2 separate regions of the Mus musculus genome follow, and region 1 is linked to region 2. The links are chromatin contacts, called in public HiChIP or PLAC-seq maps. All regions are on one chromosome and are shown on one strand. Each heading gives the region's core, a stretch centred on a gene start, on an enhancer-like site or on the middle of the called end of the contact. The rest is flanking DNA. Distances are from core to core; before and after follow the strand shown.

The links. HiChIP or PLAC-seq counts read pairs in DNA pulled down with a chosen protein or histone mark.
Region 1: a contact with region 2 is called in a FOXA1 HiChIP or PLAC-seq map of pancreatic cancer cells. The contact joins the promoter of Lrig1 here to the promoter of 9530026P05Rik in region 2. A contact is called at or near these places in 1 of 39 promoter capture datasets (cranial neural crest) and 1 of 115 datasets of contacts at active chromatin or transcription factors (pancreatic cancer cells).

Annotation. Positions count from the first base shown.
Region 1 is chr6:94,698,123-94,702,259 of GRCm38.p6, reverse strand. Lrig1 (leucine-rich repeats and immunoglobulin-like domains 1) reads left to right here and starts at 2,115. Exons shown (of 19, transcript NM_008377.2): 1 at 2,115-2,798. The coding sequence starts at 2,575.
Region 2 is chr6:92,938,336-92,942,061 of GRCm38.p6, reverse strand. It overlaps 9530026P05Rik (RIKEN cDNA 9530026P05 gene), which reads right to left and starts at 1,480. Exons shown (of 3, transcript NR_015530.2): 1 at 1,253-1,480. Adamts9 (a disintegrin-like and metallopeptidase (reprolysin type) with thrombospondin type 1 motif, 9) reads left to right here. Exons shown (of 40, transcript NM_175314.4): 2 at 1-15.

The sequences.
Region 1 (4,137 bases), core at 866-3,365, 1.8 Mb before region 2:
TCCATGTCAGGTGGTTTACAACTACCTGTGTTAAGCTACAGTGGCTGTTGGCTTCCTTGGATGTCCTGCACTCATGCCCATATACATACTCACAGACATACGTACATGCACACACATATGCAATTAAAAATAAAAGGAATCTTTAAAGTGTACTATTTTGTCTTGAAATTCGTAAGCACCATGATAGAGGACTCCAATTTGCAGCTCTTGTATATTCCATTCCCCAGCTTCCTATTTCTACCCAAGGGCATGAAAACAAGGAGACCTGTTTCTCCTTATCCAGTTGGAAGGTGTATGCTAATGTGGACTGCATGTGTAGCACATATGTTCCTGCTCATGCGTGCATGTGCACACAGATACTAGTTGGAGCTTTCCTGTTAAGATTTCTGAGGTATTACATTTGGCTTAATTTATGCACGTGTGGACACTGCTTCACCATCACTTCTGAGATATACAGAAAATGGGAGAGAAACCCAACAGCATTGCTCTATAGTGTAGGCAATCAGGAGAAAGGGAAGGCTGGTGTAAGGATGAAAAGAATGGCAAACAAAGCCGGGCATGCTGCACACACCTGTAATGCCAGTTGTTCCAGAAGACTGAAACAGGAGCATAATAAGGTTGAGGGAGTCTGGGCTACATGATGAGACTCAAACAATCAAAAAAGAAGGAAGAAAGAAGGCAAGGAAAGAAAGAGACAGAAAGCACAGACAGCTAGGCAACAATCACCTGACTACTAAATACAGGTCCAATTTTGGTTTAAAAAAAAAGCAAAACTTGAGGGACAGCCACGTTTAGCATCAAATCGTATTTCTTGAATATGTCAAACATGTAATGAAATCCCTTTAACTGTTCGGTGTTTTTCTTCCCGATGAACAGCGTTCCTACTCCCTTTCTATAAAGCCTAAGTTAGATTTAACCGTGCTGGAACAAATGTTTTCCAGAAGACTCCAGCGCCTTAGTTTCCCTGACCCTGTGTGCAGTTCGGACATCAGCAAGTCAAACCGCCCAGAGGCGGCAGATATGTATTACAGTGCTAATCTCTTCCCCCCGCCCCCCCGCCCCACTCCATTAAGTGTGTGTGTGTTCGCGCGCGTGTGCTCGCCTATGTCCAAGCACTGTTTCACATGGCGGCTATCAATCTATTCTGATCCGTGTTTGCCAAACTAACAGGTTCTCTCTCTCTCTCTCTCTCTCTCTCTCTCTCTCTCTCTCTCTCTCTCTCTCTCTCCTCTCTCCCTCCCCCCACCTCTCTCACTGTCTATAAAGAGCACGTCACGGATAATTTCTTGGAAATTGTATTTTAAAGGCACTGATTTTCAATAACAAAACACACCACCACAGCAACCCCCTTTATCCAAGTCCAGAGCACTTCCCGAACTATCCTTCAACTAACTAGGGGCGGGGAAGTGGGCGTGCCCTCAAGATTCAATTTCTGCAGCACACAGTCATTTCGGTAGTCAAGGACACATTTCTGGATTAAAGATATCAAGAAGAACGAGTGTGGAGCACAGATGGGAAAGGGGGCCCCACCTCTGAGGAAATAGCTGAGAAACTCATGAAAGCAAGTTTTAAATCTTTTTTTTTTTTCTTTTGCAAGGCACCTGAAAAAGGGTGCTCGTTTGCTGTAAATCCACCATGATGTTTTTAGTTTAGGAGAGCAGAATAAACCTTGGGTCCAGATAGCTCCCAAACCCGTGGATTACAAACTTTCTCTCTTCTCCTAGGCTCAATGGACCGAAGCTTAGGCCACTTTTCCAGATTCTGGTACTTGGTAGCCAAAACCCTACAAGTCTCCTTTAAGAGGAGGCAGCACGCCTCTCCTTTTCCCCGCCCCGTCCCCGCCTTTCACACCTTGGGTGGGAAAAGCGAGCGGAGGCGGGACCTCAGGGAGCGAGCGCTCTTATGGGTTAGGACGCCAAAAAGGCGCTCCAGGAGCCAATGAGCAACGGGCAGGGCGGGGCGTAATGCTGTAGCCCTGCAGCCAACGTGGGCCGATCTGCGCCCCGGGGCCCCATCGGAGGGGTGTGTGAGGGCGAGCAGCCGGGGCGGGGCCTGGGGCCGCGGGGCTGGACCGCGGAGCGGCTGGCCGCTGATTGTTCGCAGCGCTGAGGCACGGTGCGCTCCGGCCGCTCCGGGACGGGCAGGCGCGTGGGGTCCACGGCTATCATCAGCTCAGCGCCCTCAGTGAGATGCCCGCCCGCGCCACGCGCAGAGGCCGAGGCTAAGCGTTTTCAGTCCTCAGAGGCGGCGGCTCTCGGCGTGCGCCCGAGCTCTGAAGGCGACTCTCAGCGCGGCGGGAAGGACGAGCAGCGGCGGCCGGGCACTCACTGCGGGACTCCACAGAGTTCGCCGCGCGCGGGGCTCGGCCCGGATGGGCGCGGGGGTGGCGGTCCCCGCAGGGTGCTGCGAAGCGGCCCGGGCAGAGCGTGCCGGCTGAGCGCCGCGGCCCCGGAGCCGACTGGAGTCGGGCGTCCATGTCCCGGCGCGGAGCCTAGCTCCGAGCGCAGCCCGCGCCCGCGGCCGCCCGCACCTCGCAGCCCTCGCTCCCCGGCTTCGCGGCGCGTTCCAGACAAGATGGCGCGGCCCGGTCCGGGAGTGCTCGGAGCCCCGCGCCTTGCGCCTCGCCTTCTGCTCTGGCTGCTCTTGCTGCTACTGCAATGGCCGGAGTCAGCGGGCGCCCAGGCTGGCCCGCGGGCCCCCTGCGCGGCCGCCTGCACTTGCGCCGGGGACTCGCTGGACTGCAGTGGGCGCGGGCTGGCGACGCTGCCCCGGGACCTGCCCTCCTGGACGCGCAGCCTGTGAGTATCGCCTTTGCCTCTCGTCCGGGCGCTGTCACTAAGACGGGGCTGCTGGTGTGCTCAGCCGGAGAGGGTGCGGAGTGCGCTCTGTGGGCTGGGGAGACTTGTGGGTGGCCGAGTGGAGGTCACGCGTGGGAGCTCGGGAGAGAGGACTCTGCTTCTGGGGTTTGAAGGTGAGCGTGATTCTGGAGGAGCCTGCCTTGCGGCGAGCGTGTGTTGTGGAGAGGATGCAGGACATGAGTGATCCTGTAAGGGTGATCGAGTGTGCCTCGTGAAGTCTGGAAGTCAGCGAGTGTGGGCCGTGGAGGTGAGCCACCGGTTTGTGATTTGAAACTGAGTGAGAGTGCTGTGGAGCGCGAAATATGTGTGTGTGTAGAGTGGAGGTGAGCGAATTTGTGTGCATGTGAGACGGACGCAATGGCAGAGTGTAGGAGCCTGTGTTGGGATTGGGATCCATGGCTGTATCTTTTCTCCTGTGCTGTATGTAACCCAGCCCTTAGGTGTCTTGAGTTCCCTCAACTTACCTTCAGTTGGTAATGAATGACAGTGACTCACATCTCCAGGGTTCATGCTATTTATACTGTGTATTAGTGAGTATGTGTTGCAGTCTCCTGATCACCAGACAATCGTGGTGGCTTGACTTGGCATTGGCCAGGGCAAAAGGGACCCTGTCCTGAAGAAGCCAGGAGTTGAGAAGCTTTGAGACAGTTCTTGGAGATGTCTGAGTGTGGCTGTTAGCTCTTTTCCGCATGGCTGGCAAGTACAGGAACTGTGTTCCAGATCCCTTCCTGTCTGTTCCCTGGGGTCCCCTTGGGCTTGATCCACTGGGGCTGGGTCTGCTCCTACCCTCGAGTTTCTCCTCCATAAATGGCACAAGTTAGTTGTGGAGTAGTGCTACTATGGGAGAAGGTGACAGGGGGCCTGGCTAGCTCTGTCAGTTTAGGTGCACTTCTGTGCTGCTGGGATTGGGGTTCGTTGGGAACATTAGATTTCTGTAAACAAAGTGGAGTAGAATAGCATTGTTATTCTTAAAAAAAACAATACAAAACAAATAAAAAACCAAAAAAACCTAGACCTTTGAGTCGAATCTTGCTCAGCTATCAGTAATTAGCATCTCTAGAACTATTAGTACCTTCCAGAGAAAGGCCTAGCTTGAGTAGTCTGCGTCTCATTTGAGCTTTTGAATGTCTTTCCTAGGACACAGAAGTAGTACAGCAGTAGCTTCAGTCATGACATTTGCTGTTTTAAAAAGCGAAAATTGATGACACAGGCTTTAACTCACACCTGTGGCTTCATTGCAGAAAACTAGGGGCTGGGTATCTGACCGTCTTGAAGGAGA
Region 2 (3,726 bases), core at 231-2,730:
CTGTGCTCCGGAATGGTAAGTGGGCGCGTGCCCCTTCCCTCCTCCCCGCCTCCTCGTCTGCTTTTTTAAGACTTAATTGCACCCTAGTCTGAACCTACCGAGTCTATGCTCTGGCGTTAAATATCAACCCTGGCTTAGTTCTCGGGAATTGGGGGTCCACCAGCATAGTGTGTGCTCTTACACTCGAGAAGAGAAGAGTGTACACATCTGTCCCCCAGAGGGTCGTGTATCATTTGGAGCTGTCTTAGATCGGATGGATTGGGTTTGCTGTAAGCAGCCCAACTCTGCAGAGTAGGTTGCATGTCGGTTTACAAACTCAGAGAAAGTTGCTGGGTTGTGGTTTCTTGTAGCAAACTTGGCCGCTCTGGGGCTGTGCAGCTGAGCGCAGGGCGGACTCAACTCCTCATTGGCGCGTCCTGAGTCAGGGTTGTAAACTGACAATCCCTGGACACCCCTACTGGAGTGCTGGGATATCTCATGTTGTGGACGCGGCTATACTACAGTGTCCCCGCGTTCTTTCCTCTCGGAGCCTTTTATCACGTGCAAGGAATTTTGAAACTGAACCAGATTGACAGGGAAGCGGATCCTGTCCGGGGAAAGGAAGGGTGGGCCAAATACTCTGAGAGCCGAGAGTGAAGGCGGAGCCTGTCTCTAAGGCGGTGTTTAGGGTTGGAAGGTGGCGGCGGGGGAGGGGTGGTGCACTGCAGTCCGACTCTGCACCCTGCTGGCGTGGTGACTGGAGGCGCTAGAGTAATGGGAGAGAGCCTGGAGAGGTAGCCTTAAAAAGAACCCTATTCTAGAACCTGTGGCTGTTTCAAAATATAGGAATAGAAATGTATAGCTCATGTTTCTCTAAGAAGGTTGGGAGGACGGATACCACCCAGTGCTGTCAAGTAGGCATTTAGTACGAGATCCAAGTTGGTACCTCCACCTCTTCTTCCTGACCCCTTCATTACCCTCCATTACCCTCCATTGGGGCTAATAAGGTATCGGTCCCCAGCTCCTACGACAGTCGAGAGTCATGTACAATTCTGGACCCAACTAGGGTGGTCCTTCACTTTCCCAAGCGACGTGCGTTTCTACCACGCGCGTATGACGCAGAAACTTTCCCGCGGCTGGCTCTCCCAGCTCACTGCACCGCGCCTTACGCACAATTGGCTATTAAAAGTCTGTGCCCCTGGCGCATTTACCCTCTCCCCTTGACACACACACCCTCCTCCTCCTCTTTCTAAATGGGGGCTTGGGTACTCACTCGCATGCTCGGCTGCCACTTTTGCTGGCTGGTTCTTGCGTCTTAAATTCCAGGTCTGGAGGTTATATCCTTCTTCGACCTCCAAGAGCCTGCTCTTGGATCCCGGCAGGAGCTCCGCAATCCCGAAGACTGGGAGGAGGGAAGGTGGGGTGTGGGGAAGGGGTTGAACCCCTTTGCCCACCAGCTAAGTGCTGGGAATCCTGGCTCCCAAAGAGCTTCCTTGAGATTGATTGGGGGTAGGCGGAGACCGCGGTTTAGCAAGGGGAGGGGATGCTGCGTTGAGTCATCGCGGCCTCAAACCTGGGCCTGGACACAAGAATGGCTCCAGTCTTTGAGAGGTATCACCTAGGTAGACCTAGGCTGAAGTCTTGAGGCGGATCCCAAACAATCAGTGCACCCCACTATTTAAAGTTAGGGACCCCCAAGTCCTGGATCTTAGATACGGCTGCTTGTGTATTTCGTTGGTAAACAGTCTTTACTCCTCCTCTTTCCCCGCCTACACACCGGTGGAATCTGAGTAGCCCCAGCAGTTGTATAAATATTTTTCTGCGTAGGTCCTTAATTTCCATTGGTGGTTTTACATGGTAACACAGTGCACGTGGTCTTCTTGAGAACGGAAAACCGGGGCTCCTGAAAAGACTCTCTGGAGTATACTATCCCCAATAACACGGCATGTAACTTGCAGCATGTCTCTGAGGGGGGGGGGGTCGCTAAGGAAGGGGCTATATATATTTTTTAAATAAGCGAACCAGGTTTTTATGTCTTTAGCCACTAATCTAGCTCAGAGCTTCCTGCCTTCTTTGTCTCCTGGAATTATTTCCTCCCAAGACTCCTCTTTATCATTTCTGTAGCCTCTCTGTATAATGATGTTCCTCACTTTGCCCAGGAAGGCCTCCAGGAAATCTGCCCTCAACAGAGTGATCCGACTCTGTATGCCCCACACCCACACCGCCAACCCACCCCTCCCATTTGCAGTTTTCTGAATCCCATCTCACACATTGCTCGCCTCTGCTGAGGGAATGCCTGTGCCTCAGTTTTGTTTTGGGTTTTTGTTTTTTGTTTGTTTGTTTTTTGTTCTTCTTGTTCTTGTTCTTGTTCTTGTTCTCGTTCTCCTTCTTCTCCTTCTCCTTCCTTTCTTTAGGACAACGGTATGAGAAAGACCTCCATCTACCTGCTTCTCTCCCAGTTTATGTTTTCTTTCTCAACCCCTGCCACACACCAGTATCAGGTCAATAAGCAGGCTTCAAAGTCTCATTGCCACCCTTTGTTCACGTAGCTTCCACACCTCCTTATATCCTAGTGAACAATATCAAACACACAGCTGATAATCAGAGCCTAACATTACATCCTCTCACACATAGCCTATGCCCAATTTCATCTTAGTTCTCTCTTCTGAAATTCTGTATTTCAAGTAGTTGGCTTTATACTTTCTCTAAACTCTCTTAATTTCCAGTGATACATACATATATATATATATATATATATATATATATATATATATATGTATGTATGTATATCCTTTCCTCCTCTTCCTCTGTGTGTGTGTACATTTGCACGAGAATCTATCTCTCCCTCTCCCATACTATAGTTTAGAGGATACATAGTGTGTGTGCGTATGTAATACATGTATTTAAAAAAAGATGGTCACCTAAGTCAGCACAAAACAAGTTGGGTCTCAATGATTATTTCTGAACCAACAACAAAACTGATTTTGTCTCTGTATTGTTACCATTTATTGAGCTTTTGCTGGAGGCTCTGTGATACAATGCCCCAGTCCTCAAAGCTACCTATCTTGCTTATGAGAATATCTGGGCCTTCCTCTCCCAGGCCTCAAGATGCTAAGTGACCAAGTTGGAACTATACTCCTTAAGAGAATGACTAGATTTGTTTTTCCACACTCTGAAATAAAATCAGGATTCTGGGTCCACGAATCAGCACTAACCCCAACCTGCTCTGTCCCACTGAAAAGCAAATCACTTCCTGTCTGTGCCTCCCAGGCTCCTTCTACTGTCCCCCATAGGCCTCACATGCCCTGTGCTTATGAGATACCATACTGACTGCTGACAGAGATACCTTGGCGAGCATAAATGTGCTAACCTGCTGCTTCTCTGGTGATCTGACAATGTGTCACAGACTATACTAAAACTGACTTCTGCCTGAGTCTATGTTCTGGAGTCATGAGGAGAGTTGTGTTAAAACGTCAGGTTCTAGACATCACGCCTAGAAATTCTGAGTCTGGAAATACAGTGTGTCACTTGGAATCTCATCAGAAAAAAAAGTGCTTTTCTCTCAGGCTGCTCTGATCCTCCTTGCTTTGGGAAAGCTTGGCATTTTGTGTGCATTTTCTTGGATTAGACACCTGGGAGGAAAGTGCATTAAAATTCTGGTTCTTCAGCTGGCCCCAGAGATTTTGGTGCAGTTCAGCAGATAGAGGCACAGGCCAGTGACCTGGCTCTCTAGTCGACTCGGGACGC